3 separate regions of the Mus musculus genome follow, and regions 1 and 3 are each linked to region 2. A link is a contact called in public Hi-C data. All regions are on one chromosome and are shown on one strand. The core of a region is the stretch at or near the end of the contact, and the rest is flanking DNA. Distances in the headings are between cores, read along the strand shown. Region 1 overlaps Dclk1 (doublecortin-like kinase 1). Region 2 overlaps Nbea (neurobeachin). Region 3 overlaps Dclk1 (doublecortin-like kinase 1).

What was found. A called contact is a pair of places that touch in the nucleus more often than the background predicts.
Region 1: a contact with region 2 is called in a Hi-C map of cerebellum, with 2.2 times the contacts expected there. The contact joins two enhancer-like sites. A contact is called at or near these places in 1 of 39 promoter capture datasets (second pharyngeal arch cranial neural crest), 1 of 15 datasets of contacts at CTCF or cohesin (the NIH/3T3 cell line) and 13 of 484 Hi-C or Micro-C datasets (the G1E-ER4 cell line, brain, cerebellar granule neurons and 8 more).
Region 3: a Hi-C map of cerebellum shows a contact between it and region 2, with 2.3 times the contacts expected there. The contact joins two enhancer-like sites. A contact is called at or near these places in 1 of 15 datasets of contacts at CTCF or cohesin (the NIH/3T3 cell line), 18 of 484 Hi-C or Micro-C datasets (the G1E-ER4 cell line, LSK cells, the Patski cell line and 12 more), 2 of 115 datasets of contacts at active chromatin or transcription factors (both in bone marrow-derived macrophages) and 2 of 9 other capture datasets (adipose tissue and embryonic stem cells).

The regions. Positions count from the first base shown.
Region 1 is chr3:55,538,358-55,541,814 of GRCm38.p6, forward strand. Dclk1 (doublecortin-like kinase 1) reads left to right here. Exons shown (of 17, transcript NM_001195538.2): 17 at 1-711. Gm31796 (a long non-coding RNA gene) reads right to left here. Exons shown (of 2, transcript XR_375678.4): 2 at 2,093-3,418. Among named protein-coding and RNA genes, the nearest start is that of Gm31796, 3.3 kb to the right of the region's middle. Within about 2 kb of position 1,599, at least 5 of the 459 cell types and tissues checked have an H3K27ac peak or open chromatin away from gene starts, as enhancers often do. A contact at or near this core is called in cerebellum, where this site is marked.
Region 2 is chr3:55,641,952-55,645,456 of GRCm38.p6, forward strand. It overlaps Nbea (neurobeachin), which reads right to left. Exons shown (of 58, transcript NM_030595.1): 53 at 1,693-1,848; 54 at 786-956. Among named protein-coding and RNA genes, the nearest start is that of Gm43549, 62 kb to the left of the region's middle. Within about 2 kb of position 2,235, at least 13 of the 459 cell types and tissues checked have an H3K27ac peak or open chromatin away from gene starts, as enhancers often do. A contact at or near this core is called in cerebellar granule neurons and cerebellum, where this site is marked.
Region 3 is chr3:55,521,886-55,525,529 of GRCm38.p6, forward strand. The region is part of intron 16 of Dclk1 (doublecortin-like kinase 1); the gene reads left to right. Among named protein-coding and RNA genes, the nearest start is that of Gm31796, 20 kb to the right of the region's middle. Within about 2 kb of position 2,051, at least 30 of the 459 cell types and tissues checked have an H3K27ac peak or open chromatin away from gene starts, as enhancers often do. A contact at or near this core is called in cerebellar granule neurons and cerebellum, where this site is marked.

The DNA.
Region 1 (3,457 bases), core at 349-2,848, 100 kb before region 2:
TTAAGCCTTCAGAACTGTTGGTATCAAGAGTAGGACTTTAAAGTGGTGTTAACTTAACAATGCTCATTCATTCCAACTCACTCAGCTGTAGTCAGGGACAGAGCAGAATAGCTCTCTTACATGCCCCTGACATTAAATCCTTGGTGTGTTCAAAGAATAAATAAAGAGAAATTGAAGCTGGTTCAAGGTTAGAGTCATATCCTTGACAACTTTTTAAAAATTTTTTTATTAGGAAATTAATATTAGCCTTTTTCATTCTGGCTGAAAGAAAATTATTAGAGGATTACTTGAGTGTGAAATTGAATAGTACTTTGCCCCTGCATACTAAAGAGGTGGGCTGGGGACTTGACACATTTAACAAGTTTCCCTCAAGGTTTCGATTTGGAGAAAACAAATTCAACATTTCCTTTGGAGAGTCTGCCCTTGTCACTTGCTGCATGGATCGGATGACGTAGGTTAGTGTCTGATTTTGGAATCCCAATGAAATAACTTTCAAACAATTTGTCCCCATGATTAAAGGTGGAATGGTATCCAATTTCCCCCCTAATCCTTCAGTTTAAGCTCATAAATTGTAGGTGAATGTGGAATGAAATCATCTGTGATATATTATGTTCATTTACCAAACGAGCTCTTTTGATGTTGCCTGTTTTTATGTAAAACATGTTCTTAAACTAATAAAGTCATATCTCTTGGTGTACAAATTATTCACAATGCCCTTCGTTGCTGGGCCAGCTCCTTGGTTTACATTGCCATGATGGTAAAAATCTCATATCGGTTCACTTGGAATTGCCACATTCAGTCCAGAGAGGAATAACCCAGCTGTGTTCCAGGTTGGGGGTGGGGTACTCTGTATACGAGGCTTTAAAAATTAGTCATGCGGTCAAAATGTAGCTTTCCCACATGTCCTCCACAGCACAGTATATATTTCATGAACATAATTCAAAATCAACTATTCCAAAAATGTCCCTTTTCATATATTACCTCCCTGGCCTGGCCAGTGACTTGGACAAACACAGAGAAATCCAATGCTGTTCAGCCTTATTTTATCCATCCACCTACACGCACAAGCTCTCCAGAGGAGACTGCTATTTTAGATGCTAACCTGTAATTAGCTGCCATTTTGTTGACCTTCCCCATTAGGCATTCCAAGCTCAGTTTTGACCTTAGAGAAAATTGCAGCACCGTATGATGGAAGAAAGTTCTTTCCTGTTGGGGTTTCAGTGCCAGGAGATTGAAAAGTCAGCCAGCAAGAGTGATCATAGGCTCCCTGGTGTCACCTTTATGAAGGTGCCAGAATATCTCCCAAGCTCGTGTAAAATTAACTGTCACCTTCCCAGCCACCCATGGGCTGTTGAAGCCCCTGTTTCCCCCTTTGCTCTCCATAGAGAAGAATCTTCTAGATTCTTCTGGCAATTTCCTTGATACAATGGTCACGGCAATTGCTGCCTAAGGACCGTTATCTTGTTTTATGAAACTGATGGGCTTGCCAAAAATCTGCCATTCAAAACTTCCGGTGGGGGGAGTCTCGGTTACAACTCTGGTGCTGGAGATGATAGAGCTGCCACACATGGGGGCTGGGAAGGAGCAGCCTTCCCTGACCCGACCGCAGGCCACTTAGGCTAGGGAGCTGGATAGGTGCTGTGTGATGTACACAAAGCGAGCAGTTAGGAAGGCAGAGGTCAATGGGCTGTGAGAAACAGGTACAGAAGCATCGTGGGGATTTTTCAGAACACATCTCCTGAACCAACTAAGAAAGCCTTTCCTCGTAAGTCTTAAGTGGTAGCCAGGTCCGGTCTCCCCAAAGACGGGCACTAAGACAAGACACACCCAGCCAGCTGGAACAGCCAGATCCACGCTGGCCATCAGCACTGCGACAGATGTCCAAGCCAGCTTGCCTGCACTTCAGATCATTCATTCAAGTGTTTTTTGAGTGAGAGCCAGAAGCATGGATGGCACTTCATTTGGGCTTAGGAAAAATATTGCCTATTTTATTTTATTTTATTTTATTTTATTTTATTTATTTTATTTTATTTTATTTTATTTTTATTTTTATTGCTCTGGTCCAAAAGACTCACAAAACAAGAAACTATACTTGAGCTGACAAAGATGCCATTTATTGGGATTCTTGGTTCGACATTCAGGTGACTCGTGTCTACACCTAGCCTAGCCTCATATGTTCATAGCAACTTTGATTCTTGAAAAGGTGTGTCTGCCATCTGCTCTTATGATGGCACACATACCCCATGGTGATTTTGGCTTAGCTCCTGGGCTCTGAGGTAGAAGGCATCCCAGAGTTCTCTCTGCCATCTGGAATTAGCATAATGTTTTAAACTTTTTATCCTACATTAATACTGGGATATGTCCATCCGTTCAACAAGCTTAACCAAGACCCACTATGAGCAAGAGATGCATAGTTTAGGCTAAAGGAAACCATATTATTTCTGTACAAAAGACCCTCATTCTAGCAAGAAATAATCTTCTACTCTTTGGTCATTGTATGGAGCTACTGATTTATCGTTCACAGATGGCCAAACACCAGTCTGTCAGGGGCACATCCTTACCAGCTTGTGACTAGCTCCCAGCATGTGTAGACAGCGTTGGCTGCCTGCAGTCTAGACATCAGTCACTTGTAACTAGACCTGTGGTCCACCCACTCCATTAGAAAGAAGAAAAGAAAGGGAGATGGTGAGGGAAGAGAGAGCTGGTGAAACTAAAGGCAGAGGAGACACAGCCTTATCTTCTGTGAGGTGTCTTATGGATCGTTGAAAAGGAAAGGAAGTATTGATCGATTGTTGCACTCTTTAAAAGCAATTCCAAAGGGATGCTCTGGGTGAGTGTGTGGACTTAGCAAAGTTCTTAGCCCCATACACATTCTTCACTCAAGACTACTGTGCCCTTCTGACAGAGTGAACACAAGTAAGACACCATAAATAGCTCTATCAGCACACCCCCTCTCAAGCTACACGTCTTTGTCCGTTCTTCTTGGACTTTCCAGATCCCCTTGAAGGACTTTTTATCAAACACCCACAGCAGAAGTTCAGCCTGGGACCCCACATTCACACCCAGTGTGAGTTATATATTTTTACCTTTTCTCTGTCTTGTGTGTATGTTGGGGGGTGTGTGGAGAAGTTAATATTAGTATTTGATATGGGAATAAAAGAACCCATATTTTCCTTGGCTAGGCTGCCTAGTCAGATGGGTTTTATGACAGACTGCTGTCATTAAACATATTAAACCTCATGAATTTATTGTTATGCAATCAGTTCTGACATTGTAGGATGACACCACATCTTTGTCAATGTTTCTGGCATAGCATCTTCAGGACTCCTGGGCTGGCTTCCTTAAGAGGCATCTTGCTCCACTTCCTCCTGGGCCAGGCCTGAGATGGGAGTTGTCTTGTTTCCATTCAGACATGTAACTGTGAGAGAGAAAAAGAGGGGAGGATAGGTGGATGGAT
Region 2 (3,505 bases), core at 985-3,484:
AGCTTACTGGCATTGGGCCCCATTCTGGCCCTCCCTTGGGCCTTGAGGACAAACCTGAGCCTGGCTGGAGTTTCTTCAGCCTTATGGGAGAGCCTAATCCTGAAGTGACCTGTCTCAGTCACTTCCATATGGTATTGGGATGACTCAGCAAGACCTGCTTGGCTCTGCCTCTGCCCCTCCATTGCTGATGTAGAGCTTTGCCATTGGCCCTGTCAGTCACTCCATACCCTCCGTCACCCTTCTCCACCTCCTATGTCATTTTACCCCACCCAAAAGCCCCCTCCCTATGTTCTGAATTTGTATAAGTGAGAGGTTGATGCCATAGAGTTGAATTCCTGCTTCGACAAGACTCCTGGCTCGGTGTGTTTCTTTTGGGCTGTAGACACTCACCATCCCGCTCAGCCCCGGAGAGACCCTGGCAGGTCCGGGATCTCTCTCCTCTCGCCTGAATCTGCCAGCAAGAAGCCAGCATACTGGATTTTCAAGAAGGCAGAGGTTATACTTAGCATATAGAAAGTCTGAGCTTTTTCTAGGCATCACTGCTAGAGCAAGGGGGGCATCTGGGTGTTGGGGACAGCAGCTGAGGGGATCAGTCAGAGGTCATCATGAGAAGACTGGGGACTCTCCCCAGGCCAGAGGTCTTAGTAATGATTCATTTTTACTTTTTTTCCCACTTAAGCTTTCATATTTTAAGTTTTTTACAGATTCTGTAAAAATGAAGGAAATAAAATAAACTACATTTAAGATATGTATTGTCTGAAAGGACCCTTGTGGGAGACACTTACTGCTATTGGGGTTGTCTCCGATGATGTGGTGACGCCCACTCCAGTACCAGAGAAGCAAGGTGGCGTCCCGAGATCCAGACACTATGTAGCAGTCTCCACCAATGTAGGACTCCGACCTGGCCAGGCATGTGACAACATCCCAGTGGCCAAATACAATCTGTGTCAGTTTCCCTGCAGCACGGATGACAATCATATCACTTAGACTCATTATCTTTACAGAAATAGAATTAATTTTATTTTATTAATTTGTGAAAAGAATTCACACACCCTTACGGTTTTGGAGATAATTCAAATCCACTCAGGTGATTTTTTAGGTCATCTTACGAGATGGCCATGATTTTTCTCTTCAGAATTTGGGCCTGACAGTGGAGAGTTTTACTTTTTATTCTGGAAATGAATGTGAATGTGAATGTGGAAATAAAGGCTGACAGATTCACTGAGGTATAAACTCAGATCAGTACTAAGTGAAAGCAGTAGTTCATTTCTGCAGCAGAACTAGCTGGTTATCTTACAATGTGGTCACCAAGTCTTGACCACGTGGAGCTGGCACACCATGGAATCTCTATACTATCATGGCTTCACATCGGAGAGGATGCACTCTCTGTGAGTGCTTGTGTGGTACATATATGTGTTTGTGTGGACATGTGTGTGCACATATGAGGGGAGGCCAGAGGCTGGTATCAGCTGTTTCCTTAGATATTATCCATCTTGTTTTTGAGAAAGGCCTTTCGCAGAATCTAGAGCTTGCCACTTCAACTAGACTAGATGGTTAGGGAGCCTCAGGGATCTTCCTGCGTCTGACCCATCAGTGGTAGGATCATAGGTGTGTATAGGCTTTTACGTGGTTGCTGGGTTGCAGTTCGGGTTCTCTTGAACACTGAAAATAAACCCTCGTTGTGAAGATTACCTGTTTCTGTCGAGTAAACTCTGAAACTTTTATCCCAAAACCCACAGATGAGGATGTAGCGATTATCAGCTGTGACCACGAAGCAGTGGGCATTGATCTGGATGCTCTGGTCTACAAGGTCTGTGATCTGCCGCTTGTTCACACCAGAGTTATTTGCTAAAAACAAACAGAAGAGTTTCGTTATGCCCTAGTGGAAGGAAAATAGACTGTATTTCACTGATGTAGCAATGGGCTTCTGCTGATGCACAAAAGTTAAGATTTAGACATCTTTTCCCCTCAAGGATTACACACATTTCCTTAGTAGCGATGATTATTCACAGGCTATATCATATACTTAAAAACTATGCCAGAAACTTCAGTTCTTCCATCCTCAATAGGAACAGATAGGGAATCCAAGATAATGAATTTAAAGCATCAAAAGTCTTTGGTTCTATTCATGTGTGTATGGTGCAGTTCATTAGTGTCCACGAAGAACCAGGCGGAGGTGAGCCTTACACACAATGCAACACTGTCTCAGCGCCTGCTCCATCTGTCACTTCCCGCACACATTTCAATCCATGTGGAACGGTGGCAGAGAGCTGCTGCGTGACGTGGGAAGCCCACAGGGAGCTTCAGGTCAGTAGCTTTAAAGACCTGGGTTGTCAACAAACACAAGGCCTTTGCAGCACGGCTGGCAGGGGAGGAGACCAATAAAAGAGATGGGAAAGCGATTGGGGGAGAGAGACAGGCAAAGGATCAGTGTGCAGCCCTGGGAGCACATCTGAATATAGCCAAGAACTCAGAGACATCGATGATTTCCCCAGTGCCTGTCTGGATGCCAGCCTGTCCCTTACTCTGCACCATCCTTTCAGGCAAAATCCCTTCCTGAATTCTTAAACAGGAAGTGCAGATGTGGAAGGTCGCTGCCACCAGGCCCTGAAGCTAACTAAATCACAGCAGTGCTATGTGTAGGTATCTACTGAAGCTAGGAAATAATTACCTAGTTAAGGTAAGCAGTAAGAGGGAACTGATATTTAGAAACATTGTTAAGGGGAGAGCAAACCAAAGGTGCTGGACTGCTGGAAAGCTGTTGAAAACCCGCCGACCTGTGCCTGGTCACAGAGAACACAGCCGACCTGTGCCTGGTCACTCAGAACACAGCCAGCCTGGTGTCTGGACACCAAGAGCAGAGCCGACTGTCCCCCAGTCACACACTAGCTACTATTTCATTGTCAGAGTCTGGTGGACAGAGGAACAACAAGCATAGGCTCAGAAATAGTCTTAATCCCAAACCTTGTATCCTTGCAAGGTACGTAAATGCTATCTTGTTGGGGGTGAGAAAAAGTCAATACCAGTCCGTTAGATCAAAATAAAACCTGGATCAAGTGAAGAACAGAATTATCACCGCTTACCCATAACTGAACCACTTTTTATAGAGTTTCAAAGTTTCTTTTAGTTTAATTTTCTAAGTGATTCCACAAGCTAGGAGAATAAGCATCATCAAAGACCACCTCACAAATACTAAAACAAGGGGCAAAGAATGCCATGGACCACATGAACCTAAGTGGTTGTAGCTTAGAAGTTAGCAATTCAGGTGTCTTTACTTAAAAAAAAAAAAAAAAACAAGCTCAGCCCATTTTATAGAAGGTGCTTTTCAGTATTAATTTCCATCAACGGTTTCTATGAATCTCTTTTACCTTAAATAATATGAAATTGTTAAGAATATTTTAGGCCCAAAGGACACTGTAGATATTTGTTTAATTTTCAACTTACAGGACCCCCTTAAAACATCCAGAAAATGCCGTTTGATAGCAAAGCATTCCTGGATGCATGT
Region 3 (3,644 bases), core at 801-3,300, 120 kb before region 2:
TTGGACTACTACCAACAACCAGGAATGTATTGGATAAGGTATGAGATGGTGCAGCTCAACAGTCAGTGTTTCCATGGCAACGTGCTGGCAGTCTCCATTTACCAGTTCCTTCAGTGGATAAACATGTTTTTGATTTGTTACCCAGTCCATATGCTGCTTTATCGGTTTCATTTTAATCTTGATTGAGATGCCACACCCCCTCATTCCTTTTTTTCACCCATTCTTCACACTGACATTTGCCGGCTTTCTTTCCATCGCACATGCTCAGTATCGATTTCCCCTTACGGTTAAAAGGACAGTATATTCCGTGCTGATGCCAAAGCCTTTGCCTGTTGTTGCTGATTGCAGCAATGATGTTTCCAGTGCTCTCCTGCCCTGTAATAAATGGAACTACAGCAGCACTTCAGTGTGTGTTCTATAGAAGTATATACTGTCATTTTAAAGTTACCCAGCCCAGCCTTAACCTTCTCAGACGGTGAGACAATGCATTTACACCTTAGCAGTAGAAATGCCTCCCAATACAGCGGGCTACAGAATGCATTGTGTGTGTCAGTAAGCTTGTGTTTTCAAGTTCTCCACCTTTTCGTTTTGTTTCTGTTTTACCGTTCCCTTCCCCCTCCCTCTATGTACTAGCTCCTGCATGAATTTACTTTCTGAATTTTGTAACTGTCAGATTCTTTAGTTGGCTTCTCTGCTTGAGCAAGGGGGTCGATGGGAAGTGTGACTTTGTTTAACCAGCTTATGAATTCTGTCCCCTCGTTTCCGATTCCAGTCAATGGCGCTGGCGTCTCCTGCCAGGGGCATTGTGTGTGTATCTCTCTAGAGTTACCCACAAGCGTGATGGCTTGCGATGGTTTGAGACATGAACTCTGAGAAGTTCTAGGGAACTTCTCTTCACCTTAATGTCTCCAAAATGATCTCCAGGTAAAAGCTCCATGTTATAGCACTCACCAAGGAAAAAGCACCCCGAGCTTTGGCATTTGTTTTTCAAATAATAGAGTCTGTTGGTTGGCGCAGCACAGTATCTGCCTGACACCATTTCATGGATCAGACTGCCAAGTTTTACCACAAAAAAATTATATATATATATATGTTCATGTGTATATAGATACATATATACTTTATATATTATAATACATATACATTTCCCCTTTGATTATTGCTCCTAATTATTTTTTATAATTAGGGTCTCAAAACAAAGGGCTTAGAAAAGCAGAATATTCAGACAAATAACCAAAATCATGATCAAAGTCATGATCGTTTCTAGGTCTGCTTATAATAGGAAAACACCCTGGCTCGGTGAGAGGATTTCCCAGAAAGGGATCTTTGTGCCTTCAGGATTGGTCCAAGGGAGGGGATCCCACATCTAGTGTTTCATTTACCTAAGCAAATTAGCTCTGGGGGAGGGGGAGTTAATTATGATTCGCCTGCACACAGACCCAGCTTTTGACTTTCCAGCACTGAAGAGAGTGCAGCAGGGTACACAGTTCACAAATGCTGATCTCCCCAGTGGACCGCCCATGCTGTGCACACTCAGTGCCCTTTCCAGTGCCCTTTCAGGGCCTTTCCGGAGTGTGGCTTTGTGCCAGGGGCAAAGGCTAAGCAGAAGTCTACCTGTGGTGATTAGCCTTGCTCCCTTTCATACTTTATGCAAATCGAGCCGTAGTGGTGGATGCAGCCTTTCTTACCCTGTGTGTCCTGTCCTGGGGCGGATCAGCCAGACGTCTACATGTAGAATTGATAGATGGTGAAAAACAGGCCTCAAGTGTGTCTAATTACATCTGGACTTATTTGTATTCTTTTTGTTTTTTTTTTTTAAAGCATCCATAAATTCATCTAATCTCAGAAAAAGGAACATTCTGAGGAATTACAAAACTTATAGAATTAAGGGTAGAAGCAAAGTGTCAAGTAAACACAATAATTAATACACGTGATCCAGTATTAAAAAGACTAACTGCAAGCCTAGCGACAGTCCCCATCGGCAGACAAAATGACACATCCCTGAGTAACGGGCGGGAGCAGATGGGAGATTATCTCTTTCTTCTTCCACACATAAACCGCTCTGCTTTCCAGCTGGGGGCAGTAACAACAATGTTTATAGTTACTGCTGCACTAAACAGCGTACACAGTATGTAAAGCTAAACTGGAGACATGACACTAAAATCTCATTGCCGTCTATGCTTAATTAGGAAGTTTTATAATGCCATTTAGCCCCAGAATGAACACGCTCTCCTCGCTGATCACAAATGCTTCCCTTTTATCTCCACGGAAGTGGGAGCATTCATTTACCCACAGTGGCAGGCCAACTCCTCAATATAAACAATCGTTGACGGCAGAGGACCCCAGTCCCAGCGCTTGTGTTTGTAAGTGCTTGTGGCTGTTCACACTGTTCTGGGCAGAGTACTCCTGGGTCCCACTTGCACTTACAAAGTATCTCACATGAGGGTGTCAGCTGCTAAAACCGGCTCCTTGCAGTGCCCCAAATCAGTGAGGACTTCTTAATAGACATTTTATCGATCATGGAGACATGATGGGATGGAGGGGGGGTGTCCATTTTCTTCTTTCTCTTTTTCATGCCCCTGATTCTTTCTCAGCAACTCTGCTTTCTACCTACAGCCAGGGCTGCATTTTCTGGCTGGCCCATTTATCCAGGAGGCCTTACCACCCAAAGCCCAAGCCCACAAGCTCGCTGGGCTATTCCATGCCCCCTGAGGCCTGAAACATTGCTTCTCCCTGCTGCAAGTCACAAGAAAACACACCCTGCTCTAAACCTCCCTCCCCGCTGCCAAAGTGGGTCTAGTTGCATCATTTCTACCTCTCTCAAGTGCAGATGTCCCCCGTGGCCCATATCATGGCCGAGAACACGCAGAAGAGACTTCTGCATCTGAAGTATATGCAGACCATCAGGACCGTGACCAAAATGAACTAACTTGGTTAATAAAAACAGAACCAGCCAAACAAACAAACAAACACAGGAGGCCAGTCCTTTGAAAATGCTAAATAGGATGAAGCATGGAGGTGAAACAGGACAAAACTGGTTGGGTTCCCAGGCATGACATGACTAAAATGTGCATACTGGTTTCAAGCCCCTCCTGAAACAGTGAGTAATGAGGCAAACCCTGGCAGCCAGGCGCTGGCTTTGGGAGGCTATTAAATGCCGTCATGCTTGGCTGTTAAAAGGAACGGAGTCTATTAAGTGTATCTTGCTGGGTGCAGTTTGAAAGAGGTGTCCCTATTGAAGCCAGATAGTGCCCTCAGCACACTGAGATCTCTGCCCAAGGAGGCCTGCTTTGTGGCCAGTTGCTTTGACCTTGTGCTGAGTGCCAGAGGCTGCCAGAGGCAAGCAGATAGCATGGGATTGACCGCTCCTTCTAGCTCCCATCGCAACCCCTGGCTTCTTCTGTAACAAGGGGGGTGGGGGTGGGGTGGGGGGGGTGAGTTTAGAGCATCCAGCAAGTCACAGACAAATTTCAAAACCAGTCAAACTTTGGTGACACTTTTGGCTTCCAGAGGACAGTGAGCATTGGGTCCAGCAGTTGTCCCTTAATGTCCCCTGAGTGATGGCTCAGGCCAGGTTCAGAAACCCCAGAGCACTTGATAGCTATTGCTGTGGCAAAAAAAGTCAGGAATAGCTGAGAGTGGTA